2 separate regions of the Oryctolagus cuniculus genome follow, and region 1 is linked to region 2. The links are chromatin contacts, called in public Micro-C maps. All regions are on one chromosome and are shown on one strand. Each heading gives the region's core, a stretch centred on a gene start, on an enhancer-like site or on the middle of the called end of the contact. The rest is flanking DNA. Distances are from core to core; before and after follow the strand shown. Region 1 overlaps SLC12A8 (solute carrier family 12 member 8). Region 2 holds the start of HEG1 (heart development protein with EGF like domains 1).

The links. A called contact is a pair of places that touch in the nucleus more often than the background predicts.
Region 1: a Micro-C map of ear pinna shows a contact between it and region 2, with 2.7 times the contacts expected there. The contact joins the enhancer-like site here to the promoter of HEG1 in region 2. A contact is called at or near these places in 2 of 6 Hi-C or Micro-C datasets (ear pinna and psoas muscle).

Annotation. Positions count from the first base shown.
Region 1 is chr4:81,393,851-81,397,833 of mOryCun1.1, forward strand. All of the region lies in intron 5 of SLC12A8 (solute carrier family 12 member 8), which reads right to left. Among named protein-coding and RNA genes, the nearest start is that of SLC12A8, 95 kb to the right of the region's middle. Within about 2 kb of position 1,716, at least 5 of the 8 cell types and tissues checked have an H3K27ac peak or open chromatin away from gene starts, as enhancers often do. A contact at or near this core is called in ear pinna, where this site is marked.
Region 2 is chr4:81,276,636-81,280,606 of mOryCun1.1, forward strand. HEG1 (heart development protein with EGF like domains 1) reads right to left here and starts at 1,366. Exons shown (of 17, transcript XM_051859197.2): 1 at 961-1,366. The coding sequence starts at 1,255.

The DNA.
Region 1 (3,983 bases), core at 466-2,965, 120 kb after region 2:
ATTAATTTTGCTGAGTCTCAGCTCTTTTTTATTTATTTATTTATTTTTTGACAGGCAGAGTGGACAGTGAGAGAGACAGAGAGAAAGGTCTTCCTTTGCCGTTGGTTCACCCTCCAATGGCCGCCACGGCCGGTGCGCTGGCGCTGATCTGATGGCAGGAGCCAGGTGCTTATCCTGGTCTCCCATGCAGGTGCAGGGCCCAAGCACTTGGGCCATCCTCCACTGCACTCCCTGGCCACAGCAGAGAGCTGGCCTGGAAGAGAGGCAACCGGGACAGAATCTGGCGCCCCGACCGGGACTAGAACCCAGTGTGCCAGTGCCGCAAGGCAGAGGATTAGCCTAGTAAGCCGTGGCGCTGGCCGAGTCTCAGCTCTTTCCTTTTACCTCTTATCCCCTATCCACCTGCAAAACTGGAATCTTCCTTTTAAGACCCCCAGATCCTGAAGCTTGAGAGGCACCGCCCTGGAGTATAACCCAGGAGCCTTGGGAGACTTATTCTTCCAGGATAAACACTGATGAGGACCGTAGTCATTTACTAAGCATCTATTTTGTGCCAAGTATGATACCAGGCCTCTCATTCTATGTTCTGACCATCTAACAAACTACACATTATTACCTGCTTTTCAGAAATAAGACTACAGGTCAGAGAGGTTAAGTAACTCATCCCAGCCCATGCAACAAGTTGTAGCTGAGCTGGAATTTCAACCCACGGTTCTGATTCCAAAGCCATGGCTCTGACGGCCAAAGTAAATATGATGCAATCTTTCAAACTGGGCCAGCAGTTATAGCTGCTCGCCAACTTTCTACAGGGCCTGGCCATTCCTCCGCAAACACAGTCCCCAGCAAGCTGTTTTAGAGGCTGCCCCGTTGCCCAGGGCTGACCTGGGCTGTGGCCACCTCATGGTGGGGCAGGGGCTGACCCTGTGGCCAAGGCCTCAATTTCTTCAGAGTCCACTCTTGAACACAAACTTGCAAGCTCTAAATTGCTGCAGAGAGCATGAAGGTATAGGACTAGAGTGATAAGAAACTGACAGGGGGCAGACAGGTTCCCACTTTCCCCACAATCCGAGAATCTGTGGGGCTGGCCCCATGTGGACCCTGGAGTGAAGGTCAGGGAGAAAAGCAAGGTGAGGCCCCCACAGGTCTTCACCGAAGTATTTTCAAATTTATGGTTTGGGGTGTCTTCCACCACCAGCCCCCAGGAGGCAGCACTTCCCAATCTATCAATTCCACCTGCAGCAGGCTCCTCACTCCACCTGGGGGCATTCACAGGTGGCTGGGCCCCACCCACTCACAGCCTGGGCTGGCCACCTGGCTCCCCGGGTCTGTAGTCTGTAGTCACCTCACTGCCCACTGAAATGGGAGTGACCTGAGGACACATATCCTTGCCCTTCCTGTCCCACGTAGGCTCATCATCATTCCCCCCAACCCAGGAGGTGGCCCCAAGATACTGAAGCCACCACGTGCCATCCTGAGCCCAGAGAGCACTCAGCACAGTCCCCAGAGGCAGAGCACATCCTCCCCTATGCAGTGAGAGGAGAGGAACGACAGCCTGGCTGGCCTCGAAGCTGGGGGCTCAGACAGGCTGTGTGGGCCCATCCCTCAGGGTGTCACCTTCCGTTTCCTCTGAACTCGCGGCTGCTTGGGGCTCAGGAGCGTGAAAGGGCCCTCCCAAGCCAGTGATTTCATGCGTCAGGCATCCAGCCCGAACACTGGCCAGGAGGGCTGGCCAGCCAATCCCCTGCTGCTCACAGCGCTGGAGCTGACCCAGGGCAGAAGCCCAGCAACGCTAGCTCTCAGGTCACTGCAGGTTTCAGGGATCCCAAGGCCTTCTCAGCCTGTGGTTCCTTTCTCTGGTCCCCAGAGCCAATGCTAGTAAATGAACATAATCCAATGGGGACACCAGTGGCGGGGTGGGGACCTAGAGTCAGGGGCGCAGGGTTCTCTTGAGACATCCTTGCTTCATCAGAATCAAACTCACCGCAAGAATGAGGCTTGCTCCCAGCCCTCCCCTTGCAGGGAGGAGTCGGGGCCGTGGCGGCACAGAGAAAACTAACAAGGCGGGATCCAAACAGCCAGGGCATCCCAAGTATTACTGTCCCCCTCGGCCAGAGACACAGTCCCTGTACAACTCAATTTTAAAGACAAGAGCCACCAGCACAAAATGTTATTGTCTGGGTCGAAGAGTAAAAGAACACACTTAGCTTCTTTTTCAGTTCAGGTCGGTAAGGGAGAAGGAGCGAGGGAGGGAAGGGACTAGACAGTGAGGAGGGAGACGAGCCAGCAAGTTGGGGGCAGAGAGGCAGCGAGAGACAAAGAGATTAGGGAGAGAGGAAGAGCAGAGAAAGAGAGGCAAGCCAAGCACACAGAAGACCGAGGTGGGGGAGAGGGGAGGGAGCAGGTATGTTTTGAGGAATGGGGAGAATCACAATTTGCCGTTGGCTCGGTCTGCAGAAGTTCAGAGCGCCTTCCTGGACGAGAAATCTTGTCATTCTTGACTGTTCTGATCCTGCATCTCTCCCCTCTCGGGGTCCAGGAGGCCTTTGCGACTCTGGCAGGTGGTTCTGGATCCTCTCCTAGAAAAATACACTTACTCACGTACAACTTCACATGTAATTTCAGGGGCTCATGGACCCTGTGTTAAAACTACTTATTTTAGAAGCTCCACTTTGAATGGGAGACACGATGGCCCCAACAAAACACAGCAACAGCCCAGTTCCACTGAGCCCAGGGCGGGATGTGTTGAATCCGATGTGTACTCAAGCCAGCACATCAAGCTCCAGCCACACTGTTGGCTTCTCTGAGAGAATCTGGGGTCTAAGCAGCTTTCCGAGTTACAACCCAACCGTGGTACTAGAAACAAGGCTGGTTACTCCAAGGGGCCAGCAGAGGGCCTGGCTGATGACTGTACAGGAAAAGGCCTCCACTGGACCCAGGTGACAACACCTGTGCTGAAGCCAACCCTTTACATCCACAGACTGAGTCACACACACACACACACACACACACACACACACACACACGCAACCATCTCCAAATCTGCACGTGCCTAAGACTCACCAATGTGTTTAAGATGCAGACCAGGGGCAGGCCTGTGGCACAGTAGTGAGGGTGCTGGGTGGGACACCTGCATCCCACACTGGAGGGCCTGAGTTTAAGTCATGGCTCTGTGCCCAACTGCAGGTCTCAGCTAATGTGTACCCTGGGAGGACGCATGTGATAGCCCTATTGGTTGAGTGCCTGACACGCACACAGCAGAGTTGGGCTGGGTTCCTAGTTCCAGGCTCTGGCCTGGCTCATTCTCAGCTGTTTAAGGCATTTAGGGAGTGAACCAGTGGATAGGAGCTCTCTGTCTCTTAAAGAAATATTTTCTAAAAAGTTTTTAGGGGCCAGTGCTGTGGCCCAGCAGATTAAAGCAGTGCCAGCATGCCACATGGGCACCCATTCGAATCCCGGCTGCTCTACTTCTGATCCATCTCACTGCTAATGTGCCTGGCAAAGCAGCAAAAGTTGGCTCAAGTCCCTGGGCCCCTGCACCCCTGTGGGAAACCTGGAAGAAGCTCCTGGCTCCTGGCTTCAGCCAGGCTTAGTCCTGGCTGTTGTGGTCATTTAGAGAGTGAACCAGCAGATGGAAGACCTCTCTGTCTCTCCTTCTCTCTGTGTGTGTGTGTATTCATGTATATGTGTACACACACACACACACACACACACATATATATATATACTTGTATTTCAGAACATTCGAGGAAAAATGGAATGAAAGGATAAAAGGATAAGCTTATTTTGGTGCTAAAGAAGTGGAAATTCATATGTAGTTTTTTCCTTTACCATGAACCATTTGAAAACCCCTTATATTCATGATTTCGAAATTGTACCAATAGAAACTTATCTTTTTTAAAAAAATTATTTATTATTTGAAAGTCAGAGTTACAGGGAGAAAGAGAGAGGTCTTCCATCCACTGGTTCACTCCCCAGATGGACAT
Region 2 (3,971 bases), core at 116-2,615:
ATGAGATACCTGAAACTTACAATGAATGATTTCTCAAAGCTGCCCCTGAACGCCAACATCCGGTGTGGCAAGCAACCCGGCCCCTCCGGGGCACCCCCGGGGCAAGGCCCAGTGTCACACACAGGAAGGCACCCGCCAAGGGCACCACGTTGCTTTGCTCAAAGCGCTTTCCAGTTATTTTTACTTTCATTTTATCACATCATCGCTAAGAGGCGTGGGGATCATTACTTCCATTTCGCAGACGGAGAAACTGAGATCAAAAGAGGAAACTTCGAAGGGACACTAAGAATTCCACTAGGGCTGGAATTCCAGCCAGATCTTCCAGACCAAAGGAAGGACCTGGGCACCAAGGTAGCAGGGATGCGGCGGGCGGGGGCGGTGCGTGGAGCAGCGGCTCCCTGGGTAAACAGAGAGAGGGTCCCGAGTTGCGCACCCCCCACCCCCGCCGGCGCGCCCCGGCTTTAGACTGGAACTAGTGGAGCGTAGGCTTTTGAATCACATCCTTTGTCCTGGACAATATCCTCTGAGGTGGAACCCTTCAATTAAAAATCCGTTACTCGGGTTTGAAAGTTGAGCTCTGTACCTGCAGAGGCCAGCTCCGCGTCTACAGGGAAAAAAAGAACGGCACCGGGCCGGCGGCCGGACGTGAGCCCCGAAGCGGGCCGGGGCCGGGAGGGTCCGTCCTCCGCCCCTTCCTTTCGCCTCGCAGCGGGAGGGGGCGGAGGAGGGGCACCCCACGGAGATGAGTTTTCCTCCAGGAGGTGGGGAGCGAAGGGATGGTCCCAGCCCCGGTGCAGCCACCTGCAGAAGCCTCCCTCCCTCCCTCCCAGCCTCGGGGTCCCACGCACGCCGCGGAAGCGGAGCCCCCAACCCGGGTCGCGCGGCGCCCAGGGGCCTAGGGCTGGGGGCGCGCCCACGCCCCCGGCTCGAGGCTCGCGCCGCACCCCGCCTCTCACTCACCCGCGCTCGCGCCTTGGGGGGCCAGACCGGGGCGTCCCCGCCGTGTCGCGGCGCCCGGCCCGGGGGCCGCCTGGCTGGGGTCTGGGGGCGCGGGCCCACGGCGCTCCGGCTCCCGCTCCGGGCCGCTCTCGGGGGCCCGAGCCAGCCCCGCGCCGGGGAGGGGCGCGCCGAGCGCCGGGGAGGGCGGCTGGCCCCGCGTCCCGGGAACCGCCGGCAGCAGCAGCAGCAGCGGCGCCGGCAGCAGCAGCAGCAGCAGGAGCGGCGGCGGCCACCGCGAAGCGCGCGGCGAGGCCATGGTGGCGGCGCCGCCCGCGCTCACATGCCCGGCGCGCGGGGCGAGCGCGGGGCGGCCGCGGGCGCGAGGGACGCGGGGCCGGGAAGTCAGCGAAGTGGGGCTGCGAGCGCGCTCCCCGCCTCAAAAGTTGTGGGCGCCGCGGGCGGGCGGCCGGGGGCGGGCGGGCGCGGCGGGGGCGGCCCGCGGCGCCGCTCCATGCTAATTAGCGCGGGCGGGTCGCGGGGCGGGCGGCTCCTCCTCGGGCTGACATCACCCGGCCGGCGCGCGGGCCCGGGGCGGGGAGAGGCGGGAAGGGGGCGGGGGCGCGCCCGGAGCGCGGCCGGCCTGGGACGGGGGCGGGGCCCGCGACGCCCCGGACGGCTCCGGCCACTCCTGCGCGCCCCTGAACCTGGCTTTGCCTTCTGGAGACGAATGAAACCGAACCTTGTCGATCGGAACCACTCTTGTCAACTCCTTACACGCACAGTGCAGGTCCGGCGAGCGGTGATCCTCACCAACTCCACTGCAACGAGCGCCCGGGCAGAGGAGCGCAGTGGAGACCGGCGCCCTGCTCCCCGCCCGGCTGTCGCCGACCTAGCGGATTCGAGGCGCCGTCCTCTCGTGCCACCCCTCCGCGTCGTCCTCTGGCCAGGGCGGGAAGCCTCTGTCCTCCCAAGCCTGGGTCCTGTCCCCACCCACCGGAGTTCTGCGGAGATGTCGCGGCCGGGAAGCCCAGCTTTGAGTTCAGGCAGCCCTGGGGCTCTGGAAGAGGGCTTCCGGTTGCAGCCTGAGCTCACTGATGCCCGAGGACCACCGGTTTTTAAATGGCCTCTTTCAGGGGAGAGGTGCAAAGATTTCGTGCAAACAAGTTTTCATGCTAAAACAATGTTGGGTGAATAAATAATAAAATGTCTAAATTAGGGGCTGGGGTTGTGGGGAGGGGGTAAATCTGCTACCTGTGACCTGTGGGCACCCAGCTGCTCCATTTCCAGCCCAGCTCCCTGCTAATGCGCCTGGGAAAGCAGCACAAGATGGCCCAAGTCCTTGGGCCCCTGCACCAGCGTGGGAGACCCAGAAGAAGCTCCTGGCTGCTGGCTTCAAATCGGCCCAGCTCTGACTGTTGTCACCTGGGAAGTGAACCAGCGGATGGAAGATCGCCGTGTGTCTCTCGTTCTCTCTCTGTAACTCTGCCTTTCAAATAAGTCAATCTTTGAGAAAAAAAAAAGTAAATTTTAGGGCTACAAGCCTCTTTTAAAGTAAAGAAAGAGTGGCTCAAAGTAGGGAAACAATTTGCCCCGTCAGTTTTCTTAGTGACTGCACCTGACTACCTGCTGCTCATGAAAACATGGGTATGGGCTTCTCCATCCCCTCTCTCTGCTCCTCCCTGCTTCTCTGTCTTCCTGTCTCCATGACCCACCTCCAGGGGGAAGAGCACGCGGTGTCCAGGGCGGCTGCAGATGGGCCCAGGGCCCACTCCCAGGACAAGTGAGTCATTTGGCAGAAAGAATGAAGGAAGCTGCGTATAAATAAGCTCACCTTCAATGAGGCGGTGAGGGGCACGGATTTCAATTTATTTTGTTTTCTTAAGAATCACAAAATAAACCCAACTTTCCAGGTCTTTCCAAGAAAGCTCCAAACCAACATCCTGCTGTGAGTGATTTGGTTTGCTCTCATGGCCACAGCTCAGCTTCTCTGGACATTGTCCGCATGCTAACAGGCAGGACCACATCGCTGCCCACACCCAGCCAGACAGGCCCCAGCAGGCCAAGACACCGTGCTTCCCAGAAACATTTCATTCAGCCAACCAGGAAGGTTGAAGGGTCTGATGGCCCCTTGGGGCTTCTCCTGTGGGTGCAGAGATCCCACTGGAGCCAGCTGCACCTGCCACCTGCCACCTGCCCCTCCCCTTGGAGCACCACAGGTTTATCTCTCTCTAATCTTCCCTTAAGCTTCTCAGAGAAATGACCAAGGTCAGGGTAACTGTCAGCTGGGTAGGGCTTAGCTTGCACTAGGAGGGGGAGACACAGGGAGAACCTGTGGAGCGATGGGTCACAGTGTAGAGGCATCCCAGCTCCTTTTGATTTCCTCCAAGGACAGAAAAAGCCCGAGTCAGAGCCAGTAGTTGACTTGGTCTTAGAGCCCTTGCTTCTTGACCTGACTTGACCACTGTGATCTGAGCCTCGGTCCCCTCATCTGTGCAACATAGATCATCCTAGACGATTGCTGAGGAGTGCTCCAGCTCTGGTGTTTCAGGATTCGGGAAGATCTTCTAATCCACACTAGCGAGCAGGCACGGAACTGCTGTCTAGGGACATTTGTAATGTTGCCTTCCCAGGGATCTGAAAATCTAGACAAGATTGCTGATCATCCCACATGGCTTAGGAGAGATCCCCTCTGGAGCCAGGGAGACGGATCAGATGATGGCTCATCTAGAACGAGACAGGTAGGAAACCAGCTTAAACCAAATTCCTGGGCTGCGTGAGGAATCAGGCATTCCTGAGCTCTTCAGGGACAGGAAGGGGGCCGCTCCAGAGTGAAATCGCAGGGAGCTCAGTGGTTCTTCCGCTTGGCACTGCGTGAATCAGAGCTCTGCGTGGGTGCTCCTGACTCCACTTGTATTAGGCAGAGGAGGCTCGGAGCTAAGAAACAAATAGTGCCGCTCCCCAACCCCCTCCCCCAAATGTAGCAGCCTGACCCCACAGATGCTTAATCCCTGTTCACTCTGCAGCATTAGGCG